2 separate regions of the Sus scrofa genome follow, and region 2 is linked to region 1. The links are chromatin contacts, called in public HiChIP or PLAC-seq maps. All regions are on one chromosome and are shown on one strand. The core of a region is the stretch at or near the end of the contact, and the rest is flanking DNA. Distances in the headings are between cores, read along the strand shown.

Evidence for each region. HiChIP or PLAC-seq counts read pairs in DNA pulled down with a chosen protein or histone mark.
Region 2: an H3K27ac HiChIP or PLAC-seq map of alveolar macrophages shows a contact between it and region 1. The contact joins the enhancer-like site here to the promoter of DCP2 in region 1. A contact is called at or near these places in 1 of 5 promoter capture datasets (fetal liver), 6 of 47 Hi-C or Micro-C datasets (alveolar macrophages, fetal liver, liver and 3 more) and 2 of 2 datasets of contacts at active chromatin or transcription factors (alveolar macrophages and skeletal muscle).

The regions. Positions count from the first base shown.
Region 1 is chr2:116,801,789-116,806,509 of Sscrofa11.1, forward strand. It overlaps DCP2 (m7GpppN-mRNA hydrolase), which reads right to left and starts at 2,905. Exons shown (of 11, transcript XM_003123832.5): 1 at 2,636-2,905. The coding sequence starts at 2,688.
Region 2 is chr2:116,879,538-116,884,482 of Sscrofa11.1, forward strand. It overlaps REEP5 (receptor expression-enhancing protein 5), which reads left to right. Exons shown (of 5, transcript XM_003480887.4): 5 at 4,208-4,945. The coding sequence ends at 4,257. Among named protein-coding and RNA genes, the nearest start is that of SRP19, 19 kb to the right of the region's middle. Within about 2 kb of position 3,519, at least 41 of the 83 cell types and tissues checked have an H3K27ac peak or open chromatin away from gene starts, as enhancers often do. A contact at or near this core is called in alveolar macrophages, fetal liver, retroperitoneal adipose tissue and 1 more, where this site is marked.

The DNA.
Region 1 (4,721 bases), core at 1,655-4,154:
CATGGATACTAGTCAGATTCGCTTCCACTGATGAGAACTCCAAAAGCTACAGTTTTAAGAAATAGTTGTTTGGTTCTGAAATGGAGCAGGACCCTGCTGACCTTCCTGGGGAAACACAGCCCCACCCTCCACCCCCCCATTCGCTGTGGCCTACCTCTTATTTAGAGAAATTTTTAGCCGCCAAGGCTAATTTGGTTCAGAGAAGCAAGAAAATGCAGAAACAAAAGAAAGCAGTCAAGCAAGACAAAATATTAATAGCTTAGCCATAAAACAAAGTCAAAGACCTTTAGTTCCTCCTCAAGGTCTATGGATAATATCCTGAGCCATACCCTCAAGTTGTTTTGCAAAAATTCAAACCCCACCAGGTGGAGGAAGTTAACTGCATGCTAACCTTCAGCACACAAGCCTCAGACCCTTGAAACCAGAAGGTTGATAATTTGAGATTCCCAAAATCTCACCACTAACCAATCAGAAAGATGTCCATGAGCTGATGACTCACCAGGGACCCTCTCCTTCAACTTGCCTTTAAAAACTCTTCCCTGAAAGCCACTGGGGAGTTCAACTTTTGGCCTCAACTGCACTTTCTCGCTTATCCCAGCAATAAATGCTCTACTTCCCGTCACCATAACCCTGTGTCAGTAGTGGCTCTCTGGCTTATCAGGCTAGAAGACCCACGTTTGGTTTGGTAACACTTTCATTATTAGTTTAGCAAGCAGCTAGCCCTAACTTTTCAACACATCATCCTTACAGAGCCAAAACAAGTAATTACAAAAAACTTTCCTTAAGGGAAAAAACAAAATTTCTCTATTCCAAAAGATTTGTGTAAAATAGCTTAAACACACTCAGGAAAACTAAGAATCTTTAACACTCACAGATGTTTAACATGATGTTAACAAACACACCACCATTATTTTGTAAGATGATGACACACATAAAATCAATCACCTTCATAATGGTTGATGACTTCTTTAAATGTAATCTTCGGTAATACACAGAATAAACCCAATACTAATGGGATAATTAGTTTAGGTGCCTGTAAAAAGTAGATTACCCACCTTTTCTAAATCAACCTCTATCTCCATTAACTAATACACAGTTATTGCTCACCTTCGCAAATATTACCCATATTTAACTTTTCTAACTATAAAATGCATATGCTTTATAATCTTGGAAACATGAATAATAAATAAAAATCATAATCCCACTTTTGGTACAAATTCTTCCAGTCACTTATCTATACAGACATCAAACCTCTTTTTTCTTAAGAAATTGGATATCATAGAAAATGAGTGCCTTAAGTGGTTCATTCGAGTCTCCCATATTCCAAAAGTTATCATCACAACATTATAAAGAAGTACAGTGTTGTTACTTCTTAGCAGTTGCAGAATTTGCCTATTTACTTATTCATATGTAGTTTTCTTCTGTGAGGGTATGATGTTAGACTTGATTTTCTACTACATCCACTTGTGTAAGAGAAAAAGCACAGACATGAAAGAGAAAAAGGCCTAGCTTTCAAATCTTGATTTTCTAAATTAGGATGAATGTGACCTTGTGTAAATTACAACCTCTCAGTGTGTCTCTTAGATGGAAATGGAAATAAATGCACCAACCAAACAGAGTTGTTTCTAGGATTAAATGATACATGTGAAGAGAGCAACCAGTGCCTGCCTGGCATTCAGTATTAACTCCACAAATACAGTTCTTCCCATTAAAAAAGGCGTGAATGAGACACAACTACTAAAAATCATACTTTTAGACATAAATACGGTGAAAAGCGGTTATTTTAATCAGAACTTGCACTCATTTGTAATTTAAATTACTTCGCAACCCACTTACGCCAACGAAAACTCGGGGTATTACTGCACTAAAAATATTTTCTTTTCCTGAAGTAAAATTTTAAGTCCGTTTTACACATGCTTAGCTAACTGAAAATACAGCCATCGAGAAGAATGTAGAAAATCTCTCTTGTAAAACTATACTATGAGCTAAAAGCCTGCAGTTGAGAATTTCTTTTAAGAAGGATAATTAAGGGATGAAAAAAAGAAAACGAAAATGGAACTCTAGGCTTTTTTTTCCACTTCTAATGTTAAGTTTGGGGATGAACAAGACAGCAATTCTTTATAGTAGTTTAGAGAACGCCACAGAAGAGAAGGGTAAATGTGAACTGCTCCCTCCGTAGGTCCAATGACCTGGGATCCTAAGACTTAAAAAAACTTGGGGTTTTTCAACGGCACTGGGGAATCAGGCGGAGGGGAGGAGGGGAGAATACGGTCTGTAAAAGTGAGAGCAGAAAAAGCAAAGGGAGGGGGAGGGGCAGCCCCCAAAAGCCAAAGACAGAAGCTTTGGCGAAGCGGCATTGGGAAAGAAAAATAGGGAACTAAGAAAACGAGGGAATTCCAACGCAGAGCAAGGAGGAGTGGAGGGAAACGTGAGCAATCAGGAGGCTGCGGGCAAAAGATGGGCAGTGTCATCCACGGTAAGGGTCGACCCGGGGAAGGGAGCAGCAGCAGGACCAGAAAGCCAAGACAGGATGTGGGCCCGGGTAGGAGACCCAGAGGCCTCCGGGGTCGCCGAAACTGAGAGAAAAGAAGCTGGGGGAGGAAGGGGGCCGGAGCAGCACTGGGCGCTACGGTACCTGCAGAGATCGTCCAGGACGCTGCCGGGAATCTCCACCCGTTTGGTCTCCATGATGAGGACCCACAGCAGGAGCAGTGCATCCCGGCTCCGCGCGGCCGGGGACCGAGGACACGGAACGGAGACTCCGGCTAGTCAGAAAGGGGGCAGCGGTGGCAGCGGTTCCAACGAAAACGAGAAGGGGAAGGGGCGGGACCCGCTCACTTCCGTCCGGCTCTCTCAACCCAGGACCCCGAGGCTGGGCCCGGGCGCGGGGCGGAGCCCCTGGGGCCACGCCCCTGCTCTGCTTGAAAGGCCCAATGGGAAGGCTGGAGAACCGGGAGCCTGGACAAGCTAAGCCAATGAGACATTTGTTTATTGGTCCGTCGGCTCCAATCCGCCTTCAAGCTGCTCAGTCGCTACTCAGAAAACCAACTTCCCGCCGCCTCGGACTGGGCCTTGGGGCGGGGGACAGGCGCATGCGCCCTATGCTTTCTTGGCACTACTAGAAAGTCTACAGGACTTCAATTTTACTTGTAGATCTCGAGACCATATCCGGGATGTGGGCAAGGTCTGCGCGTCCTCTTGGTGGCTGAGTAGGCTCCGACGTCTGTACTGCAGAGCCTGCAGGCCTGGTTCCTGTCACCTGATATCCCCAACACACACTCACCGCCGCCCCTAACCCCTGCAGGCTAAGGGTTATGTCTCTTTTCGCTACAAACCCCTGAAAAGAGTTTTTTAAGTTTTGTAGTGGCTCGCCTCTGTCCCTCTGCGGGCACCCAGCCCTGGCTGTGAAGACAAGGGTCTCTATCCCAGTATTTGACACACTATGAGATCACAGAAATACGAATTGATTTTTACCCAAACTCAGGAGCTTGCATTCCGCTTTCTGTATGCTCACACCACTCCAACCGGCTAGTACTCATTCCCCATCTTGCGTAATGGAGTCCAATCCATTTGGGATGAATCCTTAAAGAAACTCTGGATCCATCCATTTTTTTAACTTGCTCCTTTGCTATCAGACCCACAGGCCCACATGCACGGTCGTGAAATTTAGTCCATTCTTCGACTTAATCTCCCATCTTTTTTCTAAATTTCTGTCCAAACACACTTTGCCTTTATATCAGTTTGGGTTTTTTTTTTTTTTTTTTTCTCTCTCTTTTTTTTTTAAGGGCCGCACCTGCAGCGTATGGAAATTCCCAGGCTATGGGTCAGATTGGAGCTGAAGCTGCCCGCCTACACCACAGCCACAGCAAAGCTGGATCCCAGCAGTGTCTGCAACCTACACCACAGCTCACAGGCAACAACAGATCCTTAACCCACTGAGTGAGGCTAGGGATGGAATCTGTTTCCTCATGGATGCTAGTCAGATTCTTTCCGCTGAGCCATACTGGAAACTCCTGGTTGGCATTATTTTTCCTCACAAATCTGAGACCTCTGCCTCCATTTTTTGCCTGTACCAAACCCTGCCCAATTTTTGTTGTGTTTTGTTTTGTTCAGATATGTGCTTGTTACCATCTTTTTGGCTTCCGATACCTCCCCTGCATTATCTTCTGACATATGATCAAGCCCAAACTTGACACAGGAGCCCTATTACCATCTATTTTACTCTCCTGTTTTCCATCTTTGACCTTTGCTTTTTTACTGGAGGATTCTCCAACTTTATTTTCAAGCTGTCTATAATATTTACTTTTCTAGAATTCTTTCATTCTGCAAATGTCTCTTTGGGTTTGTTGTTTTGGGGTTTTGTTTTGTTTGTTTGCTTTTTAGGGCCGAACCCGAGGCATATGGAGGTTCCCAGGCTAGGGGTCCAACCAGAGCTCATCTGCCGGCCTAAGACACAGCCACATCAATGCAGAATCTGAGCCACGCCTGTGACCTACACCACAGCTCATGGCAATGCCGGATTCTTAACCCACTGAGCAAGGCCAGGGATCAAACCCAAAACCTCATGGTTCCTGGTTGGATTCATTTCTGGGCCATGACAGGAATTCCAAGTGTCTCTTTGTTGTGGTGTCACAGTCTTGCTTCAAAGATGCCCTATCCCTAGGGGGATATTAATACATTTTTAACATTTCCTTCTTCCTGAATAGTCTTTTATTCGTCTC
Region 2 (4,945 bases), core at 2,269-4,768, 78 kb after region 1:
AGAAGGAGTTGAAGGAGACAAGGGCAGAGAGGTTGGGAGCTGGAGCTGGAAGAAGGCAGATCAGGCCATGCCCTATAGGCTGTTGTAAAGGCTTTGATTTTTACTCTGTGTGAGATGGACTGCCTTGGAGAATTGTTTTTTGGCCATGCCCTGAGTGTGGGGAAGTTCTCAGGCCACGGATCGAACTCAAGCCACAGCAGTGTCAGTGCAGGATCCTTAACCGCGAGGCCACCGAGGAACTTCCCATTGGAGAATTTTGATCAGAAGTCCAACATAACTTGTCTGGTGTTTGCACAAGATCACGCTGGCCGCTGTAGAGGCCAAGAATAGACTGAAGGGGACAGGAAGGAAATCAGGAGACCAGTTAGGAGGTTATCACAGTGACGTGGCTGGAGATGTTGGTGGTGGCGTGACTCGTGGTGGGTAGCGGTACGAGGTAAGAAGTCATTAAATTCTTGATATTTTTAAGTTAGTACCAATAGGATTTGCTTATGGATTAGGCATGGAGTATTAGGAAGGAGGCCAAGCTTTCAGCCTGAACAGATGGAAGGACAGAGTTGGCACTCAGCTGGGGAAGACTGAGCATAACAAGTTTAGAGGGGAAAAAAAGGCATTCGGTTCTGGACATAACTTTGTGTTGACTGGGTACATGGAGAAGTCTGCACAGCCAGCTGGATAAAAATGTTGGGAGTTCAGGAGGCGGGTCTGAACTAAGGATATACATTTGGGGGTCAGCATACATAGACAGGATCATAAGCATGACACTGGGTGAGATCCCTAAGAGAGGGGATGTAGGGAGAGAAGAGGAAGTCCGATGACTGAGCCCTGGGGCCACCAATGTCTAGAGACCGAGGAAATGAGAAGCAGCCCAAAAAGCAGACTGGTAAGGAGTGGCCAGTTGAGGGGACAAGAAAACCCGAGACTGTGGTGTCCTTGAGGCCAAGTGAAGAAAGTGTTTCAAAGAGGAGGGGTGATCCGTTTTATCACACAATGCAGACAGATCAAGTAAGACAAAGGCTGAAAACTGACCGTGGATTTAGCAGTGAGGACGGCACTAGCAAACTTAACATGACAAAACAGTTCATGGAGTGGTGGGAATGAAATCCTGATCAGAATGGATGTGAGAGATGGGAGGAAGAGCCCAAGAGAACAGAGGTTTGTCTTTTGAGACTTTTCCTGCAGCGAGAAGTGGAAGATTGGGGCTGTAACTAGAGGAAGGTAATGGGGTCCTGAGGATATTTTATTCTTTTTTGGAGGGTATAAGAAACAAAGTAGCTTTGAAACTAACACGGATGATCCAGTAGAGAACAACAAAAGCAAAAAATCTGAGCGAGAAGGCGAATTGCTGGAACTCTGTCCATACCTAGACCAGAGCAAATAGGATCTAGAGAACAAATACAGGGATTGGTCACAGGAGCAGGAACAGTTGAGAATTACAGAAGGGAAATCAGAGTTTATGGATGAGGAGGCTGGGTGGTAAACTTAGAAAGAAGGTCAACCAGGAGAGGATGGGGAACGAGGTGTTGGAAAGAGGAGGTGGTATGAAATAGTTATTTAGGACCAGGGTTGGCAAGCTTTTTCTGTAAAGCTTCAGATCATACTTTGGTTTTTACGGGTCATCAGATCTCTGTTGCAACTACTCAGCTCTGCCGTTGCAGCGTGAAAGTACCATGGTCATCAGTGGGTGTGACTCCAATTTGCTGGCTCCTCCGAGAGAGTGGACTGGGTCAGTGTCCTGTGATTGCCAGGGAGTATTAAAGGCTTGCTTGAGGTTTGTGCTCATGAACTTACCTTGAGCCCAGATCATGTTTGAGGGGTTTTTCCCAGCCTTATTTCCAGCTACATGGGTGCAGTTTTGAAATAGATAGAGAGTTGTGTCCAGGTTGATTTCGTTAAGTAGGAACTCTGAAGTGAGAGTAGAACTAAGTAGTGGCTAATGTTTGATGATGGAATTTAAACTGGGTGAGGAGGGAAGTGGTGAACAGCTAAAACAGTCACAGGGTCGATGGATGATACAGCCAGGTAGTCGGGGGAGAACTCGGAGGCAGGATGAGAGAGGGGGTGAGCTGCCAAGACAGGTGATGGTGGAGCGGAATGCTGACACTGCGACTAGGGAGAGGCTGCCCATACTGGTCATGACAAGGATGCTCCTGGGTGGGCTGGAGCAGTGAGGATGGAATGTAAAGGTTCTTTGAGGGGAGGAACTAGGAGGCTAACACATTGGAAGAACATTGCAGTCACTGATAATCAAAGTACAACTGGTGCTCGAGAGTGATATTTAATTTGGACAAAGGTCAGAGAGGAACAAGGAGGACCAGTTGGAACGATAATCTGACAACATGAGATTCGGAACAGGGCCATGAAGTACGAGACCGCGCTTTCCAGACCTGCAGACCCAGTAGGACCAGGATCACAGATGGAAAAAACAGCGGGCACTTGAGAAGCCATGTCATCAGGGGAAAGCCAGATTTCTGTAAAAACAACAAGATCAGGGAAACAGACGGAGAAATGGATGATAGAGATTTTGCTGATGATGGGTCTTAAGTTCCAGGGCACTTAAGATTTTAGGAAGTAGAGAAAGTGGGCCCAGAATTAGGGATTTTCGAACAAGAGCTCTACCGGAATGAGGAAGTGGGAGATGGGAGGGGACCTGGCCCCTGGCGAGGGAGCTCCCCCAGACAGTCCCCAGCAGCATGGCTGTCCCAGTCGTGATGTGTGGCATGTCCTCTCTTTCCTCCCTCACCGACCGCTCTGCTCCGACTCCTGCTCTGGGCACATGCCCCAGTCTCCTTCAGGACCTTGTCTATAGTCTTAAGTTTGTCCTGAGGTGTAGCCCTCACAGCCACCTGCTCCGAGATCGCCTTTTCCTCTTTAGACTCCCTAACTCTTCCTCCCTGCTCTTGGCCTGACCAGCGTCTTCCAGTGATGTCACTTCTGTCTAGTTCAGCCACATCTCTCACCCTGAGATCTCAGTCCTCTAAAATCCAGTTATACTTTAATATGATACATTCTTGAGCACAGTTGTGAGGGTGTTCCTATTATGGCACAAATCCGAAATAGTATCCACGAGGACACAGGTTCGATCTCTGGCCTTGCTCAGTGGGTCGGGGATCCCGTGTTGCCATGAGCCAAGGTGTAGATGGTACACATGGCTCAGATTCTGGTCTGTGGCTGTGGTGTAGGCCAGCCGCTGTATCTCTAATTCAGCCCCTAGCCTGGGAACTTCCTTATGCCATGGGTGTGGCCCTAAAAAGCAAACAAAACAAAACAAAACAGACCATGGTTTCCGAGAATGAAAGTAAAATGAATTTAAATGCTGACACATTTTGGATTCATATCGAAGTTTCTGGATTCTCCAAAAAGGACATTTTTACAAAGGGCTAGTTAAGAGAGAGGCTGCAGTGGTTTTTTTGGTAAACTGTGTTCAGTAGTTTTCACTGAGTGGAGGAAGAGCAGCTGTTGGGCAGCTGGTGAAAAAGGAGGGGCCCCTGGGCTCCATCAGGAACAGCTGCAGTGTGTGGAAACTCAGGAGGCCCTGGAGGCCCCCAGAAACACCACCCCCCACCCCATCACACAGAGCACACTCATTCTTACAGCACATTCCAAGCCACTTGGTAACTAGAAGGGTACAGCTTAGTTTCCCCCCGCGGTAGGAATATTTTCTTGATGAATGCAGCACCTTACCAGGAACTTGAAGCCTTACAGCACACCCTTCCCATCATACAAGGAAAGGGTGGCACAATGAGAGAAAGTAAATATGCATATAAATATTCCATCATTTCTTGATTCAGGGAATGGTGCTTTTCTTTGATTTTTGTCACCATGGAATAGCAAGCTGACCCTATTGTCATCAGATGGGGACAAAATGACATTGCACAGGCGACTCCAGACACAAACCAGAGTTCCTGGATTGTACAGAGGAACACTATATACCCAAGGAATCTCTGCATCTTGTGACACTTAAAGGAGGACAGAGGTCAGGTGGCTTAGGTGACAGGTCACTACCAGGGGGCTGGGGCAGGTAACCTTCAGGATTTATGCTAATGAGGTCTCTTGTCCAGTTCCTGGAAACTCTCCTGACCCTGCTCACAGACCTCACTGTGTTCTCACCAGAACCTGAGTCATCCAAGTTGTTATCTGGTAGCTCCACGAGGCACAGAGCCAGCCTTGCAAGCAGCTTTGATAAAATTTTCTTTCCTCTTCACAGCCAAGAAAGCCGCCGTGAATTTATTGGGTGAGGAGAAGAAGAGCACCTAAACCACTGGCTGGATGAAAGCTTCCTGCTCTCCCTGTACCTTCCTATTAGAGCTCGATGTTATATTAGGAACTGTGGTAAAATAATTTGAATAATGTTGCCTTGGAAACATTTTTGATATATATAAAAAAAGGAATATGTTGTAAGATTTTTTGCTTACCTTTACTGTCTATATACATAGGGACAGTGTCCAAGTTTTTGGAAAGTAGATTTTGCCTCTGGGTAGGAAAAGACTTATGTTACCATGTAGAAATATGAACTTCAAATTAAATTATAATATCCCATGGGCCTTGTACTTGAGTAGGCTTTCTGCATGCATTTTCTCTGTACTTATATTTTAGGACACTCTTTCGGTTCTACTTCATGTAATGTGCAATTTTGTAGTAAATGTTTTAATGTATCTGTGCGTACACACACATGTGGGGAATGTTCCTGTGCGCAGATGCGTGCAGATGCCCACAGGGAGTGCCTGCCAAAGGCTGAAGACTCCCTTGTGCTGGTGTGATCTGCCCAGTAACACTCCAGAAAATGAACACCAGTGAGTCATGTTTCAAATGAACAGTTAATTGATAAATGAGGCAGAACGGAAGTTGGCCTGGTTGCTTGCGTTCCTAACACCATAGCAGCTGAATACCAGTACAGCTTTGTAAAGCAGTCGTTTGAGTGGCAGCTGGGGAAATGTACACACAC